Linked DNA regions of Pelodiscus sinensis: region 2 is linked to region 1. Evidence: chromatin contacts called from public Hi-C data. All regions are on one chromosome and are shown on one strand. The core of a region is the stretch at or near the end of the contact, and the rest is flanking DNA. Distances in the headings are between cores, read along the strand shown.

What was found. Hi-C and Micro-C count contacts between places; a contact is called where the count stands out from the background.
Region 2: a Hi-C map of an unstated tissue shows a contact between it and region 1, with 6 times the contacts expected there. The contact joins the promoter of ZNF326 here to the promoter of KYAT3 in region 1. A contact is called at or near these places in 2 of 5 Hi-C or Micro-C datasets (liver and an unstated tissue).

What each region holds. Positions count from the first base shown.
Region 1 is chr9:32,428,832-32,434,286 of ASM4963464v1, forward strand. KYAT3 (kynurenine aminotransferase 3) reads right to left here and starts at 2,345. Exons shown (of 14, transcript XM_075936439.1): 1 at 2,215-2,345. LOC102448694 (leucine rich repeat containing 8 VRAC subunit B) reads left to right here and starts at 2,257. Exons shown (of 6, transcript XM_075936430.1): 1 at 2,257-2,395.
Region 2 is chr9:32,734,029-32,739,483 of ASM4963464v1, forward strand. ZNF326 (zinc finger protein 326) reads left to right here and starts at 2,992. Exons shown (of 10, transcript XM_075936453.1): 1 at 2,992-3,152. The coding sequence starts at 3,137. It overlaps LOC142830578 (a long non-coding RNA gene), which reads right to left and starts at 3,007. Exons shown (of 2, transcript XR_012905951.1): 1 at 2,869-3,007.

The sequences.
Region 1 (5,455 bases), core at 1,095-3,594:
TGGGGTGGTGGTAGAGTAAGCTGGCAAATAAAACATCACCAGACAGTGACAAGGAGTGTGCGGACAAGGAGGGAGGGCTGCTGGATACAGAACTTTGCATGTGTTGCTCAGGAGGCTTCTATGTGGCCATAGAGAGAGGGTTGCTAGGTAAAGAATTCTCCATGAGCTGAGCACCTTAATCAGACACTTCAGCGTCTTGGTTTGGTCTTCAATGAGCTTTACCATTAGCTCAGTAACTTCTGTTCTAGCTTTCATCTCCCTGGCCTGCCTTTCCTCCCTCTCCTCAATCTGGAGCATTGAATGTTGCAAAACATCCTTTGCTAGGTCCCCTCTGTCCCCCCAGATCTTTTCCTGAGTTGACCGATTCTTTATCCCATACTGATAAGATCCATAATCTCTGGGTGCTCCAAGCAAGTGAGCATCTTGAGTGAGAGTCACCCCGTTTCCCTGAAAAGATGGCATGAGGAACCCACCATGCTGGGGCAATCAGTAGGAAATGGATTTTAAAGTTCCCAGAGGCTTGCCAAGGGATGGACGCATTTCTATTTACATGTTTACGTGGATGCAGAGCAGCAGAGTTCAAAGCACTGGCCAGAGAGGCTAATCGACCATTGTGGGAAACATCCATTGTGGAGCTCAATAAACTCAACAAACAAACCCCAAACCCTCTTGTAGTACACACTGCATGGCTGTCAACAGGAAAAAGAGGAAGAGGAACAAAAGTCATGAAAATTGACTTTTTTGTCACCAACCTTGGGCACTTTTTGCGACTTTTGTCACACTTCAATAGGAACAGTCTCTGGGTTGTCGCGCCATAAACCTTTCCCATGTAGACAAGCTCTAGGATGCTTATTAGAGTGACGGAAGGGGTTATTTTATTGCTGAGTAAGGTTATATCTGCACTAGTGAGCTGGCAGCAGTATAGCCATACTGACGTAGCTGCACCAGCGTATGATAACTCATGTACTGGAATAATCTGCATACTGTGGGATACTGAGAGCCACTGAACCAAACTGTAAACCCTGGATACAATAGCAACCATGTCAAGTCAGGGTGTGCTGCAATACCCCCAGCAGCCTTAATTCCAGCACTTACATTCATGTAGCTGCTCTATGTCAACTGGTCAATATAATAAAACCTCCTCTGTAAATGGCAGTAACTGTGTTGGTGGGAGACGCTCTCCTGTCGAGGTGGCACTGTTCACACTACCACTTATGTCAGTGAAAACTGTCGCTGGGGGAAGGGAGTGTTTTTTCACATCTCTGAGGCTACATCTAGACTGCAAGCCTCTTTTGGAAAAGAGCATCTAGACTACAACCAATACTTTCGAAAAAGCAAGCCGCTTTTTTGAGAGAGTACCCAGGCAGTCTGGATGTTCTCTTTCGAAAAAGCACAGTTTGCATTACGTAGCGCCTTTTTTCAAAAGAGCACTTTTGAAAAAAGGCGTTATTCCTCCTAAAACGAGGTTTTCCGTGGTTGAAAAAACTTGATTTACTTTCGAAAGAATGCGGCACCAGTCTAGACGCAGGGGAAGTTTTTTTCGAAAAAACACTGTAATCTAGACACACCCTGAAAGACATACATTTTGTCAACAGAAGTGGTTGTGTGGGTGGCCTACATCCATCTTCTGGTTGCTGGACTGATGGAAGAATTCTTCCACAGACCTAGCTGCATTTCTAGCAGAGGTCAGGCTGAGGAAAGTGTGTGAAATTTAAAAAAGGCACCATGCAATGTACCTAAGTCAATCTAACTTATAGGTCAGGTCTGAATCTGCCACGATGCCTTTCCTCTGTTTCCGTTTGGTTAGGATGCCCACAAACCATCAGCCACCCCGCTACACTTGGCAGACTGATGTATTTAGGGTTAGGACAGCCGGTGAGATTTACAGCCTTATTACAGTTTGCTATTTCGAGCTCTGTTTGCAACAGAGACAGGGGCAGAATCCAGCTCCAGCTTTGGTGTCTGCTCCCCGCTCCCCGAAGTTTGGACAGTAGAGGACAGTAGGAAATGTCCCCCACCTAGCCCGGGGCGGGAGCTCTCCGGATCCCTCCCCTCTAGCCTGGGAGCTCTCTGGAATCTGGATCCCCCCAGGGGTGCAGGCCCCTGCCTGCCACTAGCGGCTGGTTTGCCCTGCGGAGGCCGCAGGAGCCCGAGGCACGGCTGGGCGGCACGCCGAGGCCAGACGGGCGCCGAGCGGCAGCGCGGTCTCCTTACCTCGGGGCCGCGCGCGGCCTCTCTCCCGCCTAGCGCGTGCGGCGGCCCAGCCAGCCCGAGCAAGGAGAAGGGGACACGCAACTCGGCTCCGCTTCGCCGGACTCAGCGCCCCCACCCCTACCCCCCGAGGGGCGGGGACAGAGAGAGGGGCGAGGCCGGGACCTCCTACCCCAGGTTCCAGGTGAGTGGCCCTCCCCGCGCGAGCGGCTCCCCTCCCTCCTTCCCCGTCACTGCCCCTAAGGACCCACCCCCTGCAGAGAAATGCCCCGCTCTCTAGTCTAGAGCAAGTTGCAACCAGGGCATGTAATTCCTCCTCCCCCCTCCCCATACAGATGCGGGACCTCACCCATTTCTCCTACAACAGCTGTCACCCTCCCCCCCCCCCCGGCAAAAAGGAATTAATCCCTCCCCCCTTCTCAAATTGGAGGTATTGCCAGGTATTTACATGGGGGTTCCTGTGCTGCCAGCCTCCATCTCAAACCCTCCTTCACCTTCAACATTTATAATAGTGTTAAATATATTTTAAATAGTTTTAATGTATAAAGGGAGAGGGGAGGTTGCACCGGGAGACTTGCTGTGTGAAAGGGATCACCAGTACAAAAGCTTGAGAACCACTGCTGTACCCTGCATGTAGGGTATGTGGCTAAGGTTGCTACCTGTTCAGGTTTCCTAGGATTGTTTTGTGTGTGTGAATTAACCGTTTATTAATGTTCACGATTATTAAAAATACAAAATGATAAACAGTGTACAGCTTCTGTGGGGCACCAAATACCACACAAGTCACAGGATAGCCAATCAATTTATGCAATCATGCAAAGCTGCAAGACCAGCCAAAATAAAGTCAGATGATATTGCAGACATAATGTGTTCAGATGAAGGGGTGACAATAATAAAGACATACACAAATAGGCAAAAAAGGAAGGAGAAAATGGGGAGCAGGATGGGATAAGCAGAAGAGATCAAGGTGAAATGGAAGTCTGATGTTATTTAAGTTCTCTCAGTGTTCTTTATCCAAATGTATCAAGAAACTTGGTTCACAATTTAGATTCTTCTCACAACCATAACATTTGGTTTTTAAATGTAAGCTAACAAAACTAAAACTTCAGAGAAGCACTAGTACAGCACTTGGATGGTTAGCTGCTATATCCAAATGGCAAAGCCACAAATTAATGTTGCATATAATTGCAAAAAAGTGCCAATAAAGTTTTTCTGTCACACCACACCAGCAGGGAGGTTGGTCATGTAATATATTTATAGAAGAGCTATTTTTATGACATTTTATAAACATTCCTACAACATGCTATTGTTTTATTTTTTTGCTCTTGCTACTTGTAAAATCAAGATGATTTAATATAATAAATTCAACTGTATAAAAATTTGAGAGAGTGGGAAAGTTTATAACTGTTATAGTCACAGGACAAGCTACACTTTAGACTCTATTTTGTCCTCCGGGAGTGGATCCTTTACCTGACTGCATGGCTTCTTCTCTCTCTGTGGTGGGGCCACATGGTTCAACCACTCTGGAGGTATGTCTACACAGCAATAGGAAGATACAATTGTAGCCCATGCAGGCCTATCCAAGCTAACTTGCTAAAAATAGCAGTGTAGCTGCAGCAACATAGGCTAGATATCCATGTACAATCCTGCCCACGACCCTAAGTACACACGTGGGTATGTATGGCAGTCTAGACATACTCTGAGAGTGGCTCTCAGTTGTGACTAACATAAGTTTCTCCTACAAAAGTGCTGGTGTGGACTAGGGTTTTGACTGGAATGCCCAGCTGAAAAAGGAGCCTGACAGTTCCAGGCAACATTGCAGATTGGGCTGTTAAAAGTCTGATCGGCAGTGTTCTAAGGCTAAGACATGCTAGTCCCTACTGTCCTGGCTCCACACTGCATCCAGAAGAGGTTGGTAGGTCCAGCTCCTAAGAAGGGGCTCCATGCATTGCCCCTACCCCAAGCACTGGCTCTGCACTCCCACTGGACAGGAATGGTGGCCAGTGTGAGCTGCTGGGGTGGTGCCTATTGGTGAGAGCAGCACATGGGCACAGCGGGCCCCCTGTCTAGGAGCTGGACCTGCTGGCCACTTCCAGGGCACAGCACAGAGTCAGAACAGGCATGGAGCCTGCCTTAACCCTGCTTCACCACTGCCCAGGAGCTGTGCCCTAACCTTGAGTGCCAACCCTCTGCCCCAACCTCTTCCCTAGCCCTGAGACACACACCCAAATCCAGAGACCCCCTTCTTGCAACCCAAACCCATCACCCCTTCCCACTCCCCATCTCCCAGTCTAGAGCCACCCCCCTACATACTGAACCCTTCATTTATGGCCCCACCCTGGAGCCTGCACCCACAGTAGAGAGCCCTCACTCCCCAAACCCCTGCCCCAGTCTAGTGAAAATGAGTGAGGATGAGGGAAAGTGAGCCACTGAGGGAGGGGGAATGTAGTAAGTGAGGTCAGGGCCTTGGAGAAGGGGCATGGAAAGGGCATGATTTCCGGGAAGGGATGAGGGTAGAGCATTTGGTTTTGTGCGAGCAGAAAGTTGGCAAACCTAGTGTGGACAGCACAGTGTCAGAGGGGTAGTTTAATTACGCCAGCAGGAGAAGCAACTACATGGGACACTTTACAGCAGCATAGCTGTAGTGGTACAACTGCTGCTGTAAGGCCTGTAGTGTAGACATAGCCTTAGTCAATGCAATGAATGACTTACATAGGTGGGAGTTTCTTGCAGTTACACTTTTGAGTAATTATGTCAGTCTAACTCTGTAGTGTAGGCCAGGCCTTGCTGCAGTACCATGTGATAGCCAGAGCTGCCCCATCTATAGGACAGTTCAGGGCAGCTACTCTAGGCCCTGTGCATTGGGGAGCCCCACGACTGCTGCCCCAGTCATCCTGTGGATGGGACCATCTCCCATGTTAGCCACATACTGCAACATTTTAGAAACTTCTAAATATGATTTAAATAGCTTTTCTGTACACAATAATGTTGTGATTTTTTCAGGTCCAGTATCATAGAACCTGGCTGGGTTAGAAGAAACAGCATTAATTTTCCTGTTACAATGGTACATAGATATTGCAAGATATTGGATCTTAACCCCGATTCTTATTTCATAACATCTAGCACCACAGATAAGTAGTGCCCTGCAAATCTGCACCTATGTGCCTTATATCTGCAGATATCCGCATCTGCGGATATGGATGCAGATATTCCTGGCTCATTTTTGTGGATCCGGATGCAGATA
Region 2 (5,455 bases), core at 1,742-4,241, 310 kb after region 1:
TGAAAATAACCGCAGACAAAAAATATAATGGGTGTGCATAATATATTTGTGTTTATCAGAAAAGTTTAATCCTACATATTACTTCTATCTTTTACATGCATAAGTAATGGTGCACAGACATTTTGCTTGCACAGGGTTTCATGTGCAAAGGGGTATGTGCACAGGCTGCATACTGAATACTTGGCTCTTGAAAGCATTGCTGCACCAGAGCTTGTTGTATCCTTGGCTGAGACCTCTGTACTAGAGAGCCACAGTGATGGCTCCATTTGGAAGAAAATTTTCATGCTTTTTGCCCACACCTCTGCAGAGATTAAAAACATTTTTAGAATAGGACTGCTCTACAAGAAAAGCTATAGTATGTGCCGCCCCTCCCACTTCTAAAGATCTAGATCAAAAGTATTCTTAATTGCAGAGATTGAGGGCAGAAAACATACTTTTAACCAGGGCTCGACAAATAATACAATCTACTTGCCCATGGCGAGTAGATTGCAACCTGGAAGAGCCAGGTTTGGACGATCTGCACATGCTGGACAGCACGGCTGGCGAGCGGGGCTCGCCATAGTTTGGCGAGCCTTGCTTATAACTGCTCTAAATCTTTCATCTTAGATTAGAACAAAAAGGAGCAGAGGCCTAAAGATGAGTCTCATCTTCCTTCTCCTGATAGAAATGTAGCCGTGTTAGTCTGGTGTAGCTGAAACAAAAAACAGGACTATGTAGCACTTTAAAGACTAACAAGATGGTTTATTAGGTGATGAGCTTTCGTAGGCCAGACCCACTTCCTCAGATCAAATAGTGGAAGAAAATTGGCACAACCATATATACAATAAAAAAAAAGTGAACACATATGAAAAGGACAAATCAAATTTCAGAACAGAAGGGGGGTGGGAGAGGAAGGTAAATGTCTGTGAGCTAATGATATTAGAGGTGATAATTGGGGAAGCTATCTTTGTAATGGGTAAGTTAATTAATGTCTTTGTTTAAACTTAGGTGTAAAGTGTCAAATTTAAGCATGAATGTCAGTTCAGTGGATTCTCTTTCAAGTGTGGTCTTAAAAGGTCTTTGAAGCAGGATGCAAGTGATCAAGTCATTAAGACAATGTCCTTTCTGGTTGAAATGGCAAGAAACTGGTTTTTCTTTGTGATCCTGTCTAATATCTGTTTTATGGGCATTGATTCTTTGGTGAAGAATCTCCTGTGATAGAACCAGTGCTTTTTTTGTGATGGTACTGCCTGGTACGCAGTACTGGCACCTCCAGTCAGAGCTCAACAACTTTTCTCCTGGAGTACTGGCACTTTTTTTGTATTAAAAAAAAAAAGGCACTGGATAGAGCCATAGTAATTTGCCTTGCGTTCATAGATAAGTCAGTGTTGAAAAACACTGGGTTCAGTAAAGGGTATTATATGATATGAAGATATTATGTTAATAAACACCCTACTTTCCAAACACCTCTGCAGTTATGTAGCATGGGTCTGACTGTTCTCTTCAGTTTGAGGGAGTGAGCAAGCAAGAAAATCAGTGAAGACAGATTTAAATCATCAAGTAGGAACTTTATTTAAACTTATTTTAATCTTGTTTAGCATTTGTATCATTTTCCTTAAAAAAGGTTGAACACTGATTAGCAATTAAATTAGCCTTTAGACTAAATTTGGTACTAATTTTTGCTAACCAAAAGAACACAGCACGGGCACAGTTATTAGTGAACAATAATCAATATTACTTCTAATTTTTTCCCACACAGGTGCAGAATAATTTTTGGTATGTGCACTGAGGCATATCCTGTCCCTCTTCTACATTACCAGTAGAAACACATGCTGCTGGCTTTGGGCACTGTGATAATCAGTTGAGCATCATTTGAATCTCTCCTGTGTGGCCGCTTGCCCAAGCACTCAGCTTACAGGCAATCCTGGCTGTGGCCCAGTTGCTTGGCATCCAGGCCCAGTGTGCAAGCACCCATAGATCTCCTCATGCCTTAGTGCTTGCTCTACTCCACCAGCCCACCTGGCACTCCACTCGGGGAGCAGGATCGAGGCACTAAGGCTTACCCTGGTCCACCCAGCACTGCAGCTGGGGAGCGGGGTTGGGTCTTGGGGGATTGCCCTGCTCCTCCGAGTGTTCCAGTAGGAACATGAGGACAAGGACTTCTCCCTGCTCCACCTGCCCCGCACTTCAACTGGGGCATGAGAACAGGGCACAGGAGCTTGCCAGCTGCAGAGAGGGGGTTGGAAAGCAGGCGCTTACACTGCTCGGGGCTTAAAATTGGGAGGAGAAGGGCTAAAAACCACCTGGGACCCCTCGCTCAGGCTGGAGGGCCGGCAGTTGTGTGGAACAGGGCCCCTGTGCACAGACCCGCTCACTAGTGCATCCCTGGGACCCAGTGTCCTGTGGCCAGCCTGTCTCGCCCCCCCATCCAGCAGTTGGGGGAGAGGCGGCCCCAGCCTCCTTGTCCCCTTTCATTGCCCACCCACCTGAAGTTGGGCCATACCCAAGTGTTGCCTTGTGGCTGTGCCACTGGGATGCCTGTGTGTGTATTGAACTAGGGAGTTATTTATATCCACTAACAGCTGTAACCAGGCTGGGAGTGGATGGAAGTTACCCCCTTAGCAAACGGGGACTGACTCTTATACGAATATTTGTGAGAAATGTCCAGCTTTATGCGGCTGGCAGTTAGGCACCACAGCAGCTGAGATCTGTAGTAAATACAGCGGCCTCCCACAGGCCAGCTGCCTAAAAGATCAAAGTTAATTCCCCCCTCCCCCGCTGAAAAGCTAGTTACTAGAAAACAAGCCTGCGCTCAGGCTCTGTGCCAGCCTCAAAAATGGCCGCCACCAGAAACCAAAATGGCCGCTGCCTAGTCAGCCAGTGACCTACATGCGCTAGCGAGTGATTCCCGAAGCAGATATGGCGGCGCCCTCTGCGTTGTCTCTCGCCTCTGTTCCCGCTCGCTGGTGTTCACGCGCCCGGCTCGTCGCGTGACGTCACTAACGTGTCCAATCGAAGACCGACGTCCTCTGTGCCGCTCCCGGGCCCCGCCCAGCCTCGTTGTGGTTGAAGGCGCCATTGACAGACGCTGGAGTCGCCGCTGTCGTGGTCCTAAGGAGGCCTTCACCGATCCCGGGCCCCGGGCGCCGCCGCCATTATGGATTACGGGGAAGGTGAGGGCGCCCCCCCCCCCCCCCGGAGCGAGGGGAGGGTCCGGCCGCCGCCTCCTCAGGACCCGCCTCGGTCTCAAAATGGCAGCGTCCGCTTTGTTTCGGGCAGCGGGCGCCCCGCCTCCCTGCTCTGGGGAGCGGGCGGTCTGTGCCGGGGGGCAGCGAGGGGCCCTGAGGAGAATCTTGGGCGCGGGGGCCGGGCGGAGGGGACTGAGGCCCCAGCTGTGCGAGAGGAGCGGCCTAGCCCTTGAGCATCCACGCGGGCCCGCCCAGAGCCGACTAGACGCAGCGGCTCAGTTTCCGGTGTGCGCAGGAGGGATGGGGAGGGTTGGTCATTTAACCCGTCGCCTACCCGCACGGCTGCCGAGGTAACCGCTGAACCGGCGCCCTCCTGAGCAGTCCCGCCCAAGTTTAACCAGTTAACAGTTTGATGGGCTTGGACGTCCCGAGTGAGCCGCACGTCCGGTCCAAAGCGATGTGTCTGAAAAGCCATTAGCGGTGATAACGCAGTTCTGTGTTTTAATGGGTATAGCTAAACATATGATTAGGATCCAGCTTCATTGTAATTGGCTGGGAAAAAGTTGAGTCTCTGCCTGGACATATCAATACAAACCTTTGCTTATTCTAAAAAAAAAAAAAGGGGGGGGGGGAGTTGAGATCACAAGGAATGGGAGGGAAAATAAAAAAAAAAGAACATTATTTGGGATACTGCACTCAATTCCTTGTTTACTGTATATCAGTGTTGGGGAACCTTGTTTTGAATCACGGGCTACCTGCAGAAAAATCAGTTTGGGGGAACGCCACATGCAACACCCAAAACCAACAAAAAACCCCACCCTCACTGGCCTGGCCCTAAAATGCAAGAGGGAAAAATCCTCAGAGATATGTCCTGGGGTTGAGAAGTAGAAAAAAAAGACATTTACCGTACTACCCTCAAACTCCACCCCAGATCCTAAGGGGTGAGCTGGGGATGGGGTTTAGACAGGAGGTAGGGTGCACAAGTAAGCTTGAGGTGTGGGGTATAGGCAGGAGGTTGGGTGCAGGAGGAGAGTCTGGAAGGGAGGGAAGATGCAGGAGCAGGCTGGGTGTGGCATCTGAAAGGGAGGTGCAGGAGTGGGCTTGGGGTAGGAGTTGGAGGGGGGGGCTCTGGAGGGAGTGCAGGAGCTTGCTTGGGTGCCCCTTGAGGCTCTGGGCATTGCCCCCAGCTGTTCCCATGGGTCACAGTGGGAGTGACAGGGAAGCAGTACCTGCACAGACTGCTTCCGTGGAGCCACTCCCCACTCCCGCCAAGCAGACCAGTATTTAGACCGGGGTGGACAATACATTTTAATGGGGGCGGGGGGGCACTCCAAAGTTTTGGCAAGTGCTCAAGGGCTGCACTTCTGTGGAGGAGGTGCAGGGCCTGACAAAGATTGGGTGCAGAAGGGAGGTTGAGGTAGGGGACTGAGGTGCAGGAGGAGGTGTGGGGTCTGATAGGGTGTTACGGTGAGGGAGGGAGTTGTGATCGGGGGCAGGGATTTGGGGTTCAGGGGCCAGAAGGGGATAAATGTGCAGGAGAGGATTCTGGCCTGAGGGAGGGGCTCTTAAGGGGGGGATGGTGGGTCTGGCAGGGAGTTATGACCTGGGAGAAGGGGGTGCAGAGTTTTGGGCTATGACCTAGGGCAGGAACGGGTTGTGACTTGGGGCAAGGGATTGGAGTACAGAATATTGAGGCAGAGAGTTTGGGTTATGTAAGGTTGGGGTGCCAGAGACAGGCTCTGGCCGGGAGACTTATTTGCTTGACTCCCAGCCAGTAGCCTTCTCAAACAGACTCCCTGCCTGCCCGCACACTGGCTGCAGGGGACGTGATTTTTGAACAGCTATGAGCCTGAGGACAGGGTTGTAAAATGCAGTTCCCATTGGCTGGAAACCAGCCAATGGAATTGTGCTGGGGGCAGGAGCAGCACATGAAACCTCTCCTCACTCCTCTGGGCTCACAGCTGATTAAACTAGGGATGTTAAATATCGGTTAATTAAATAGTCGAGTAACCTCATGAATTCTTATTGGTTACTCGGCTATTCTATAGTCCCGGGTGCGAGGCTGGCAGCCAGTGAGCTTTAGCCCCACTCTCGAGAAGCCCCATGCCACTCTGCATGGCTGCCTCTGTATCAGAGTGAGCAGCATGGGGTGTCAAGTGGGACCTGTTTCGCGAGGGGAGCCAGTTTAAAAACCAGCTTCCCTCATGGGCCTGTCTCCCTGTGCTGCTGCGTCTGGTATAGAAGCAGCATCCCCTGTCTGGGATGGAGTCTGAGCTCCTGGATCTGGT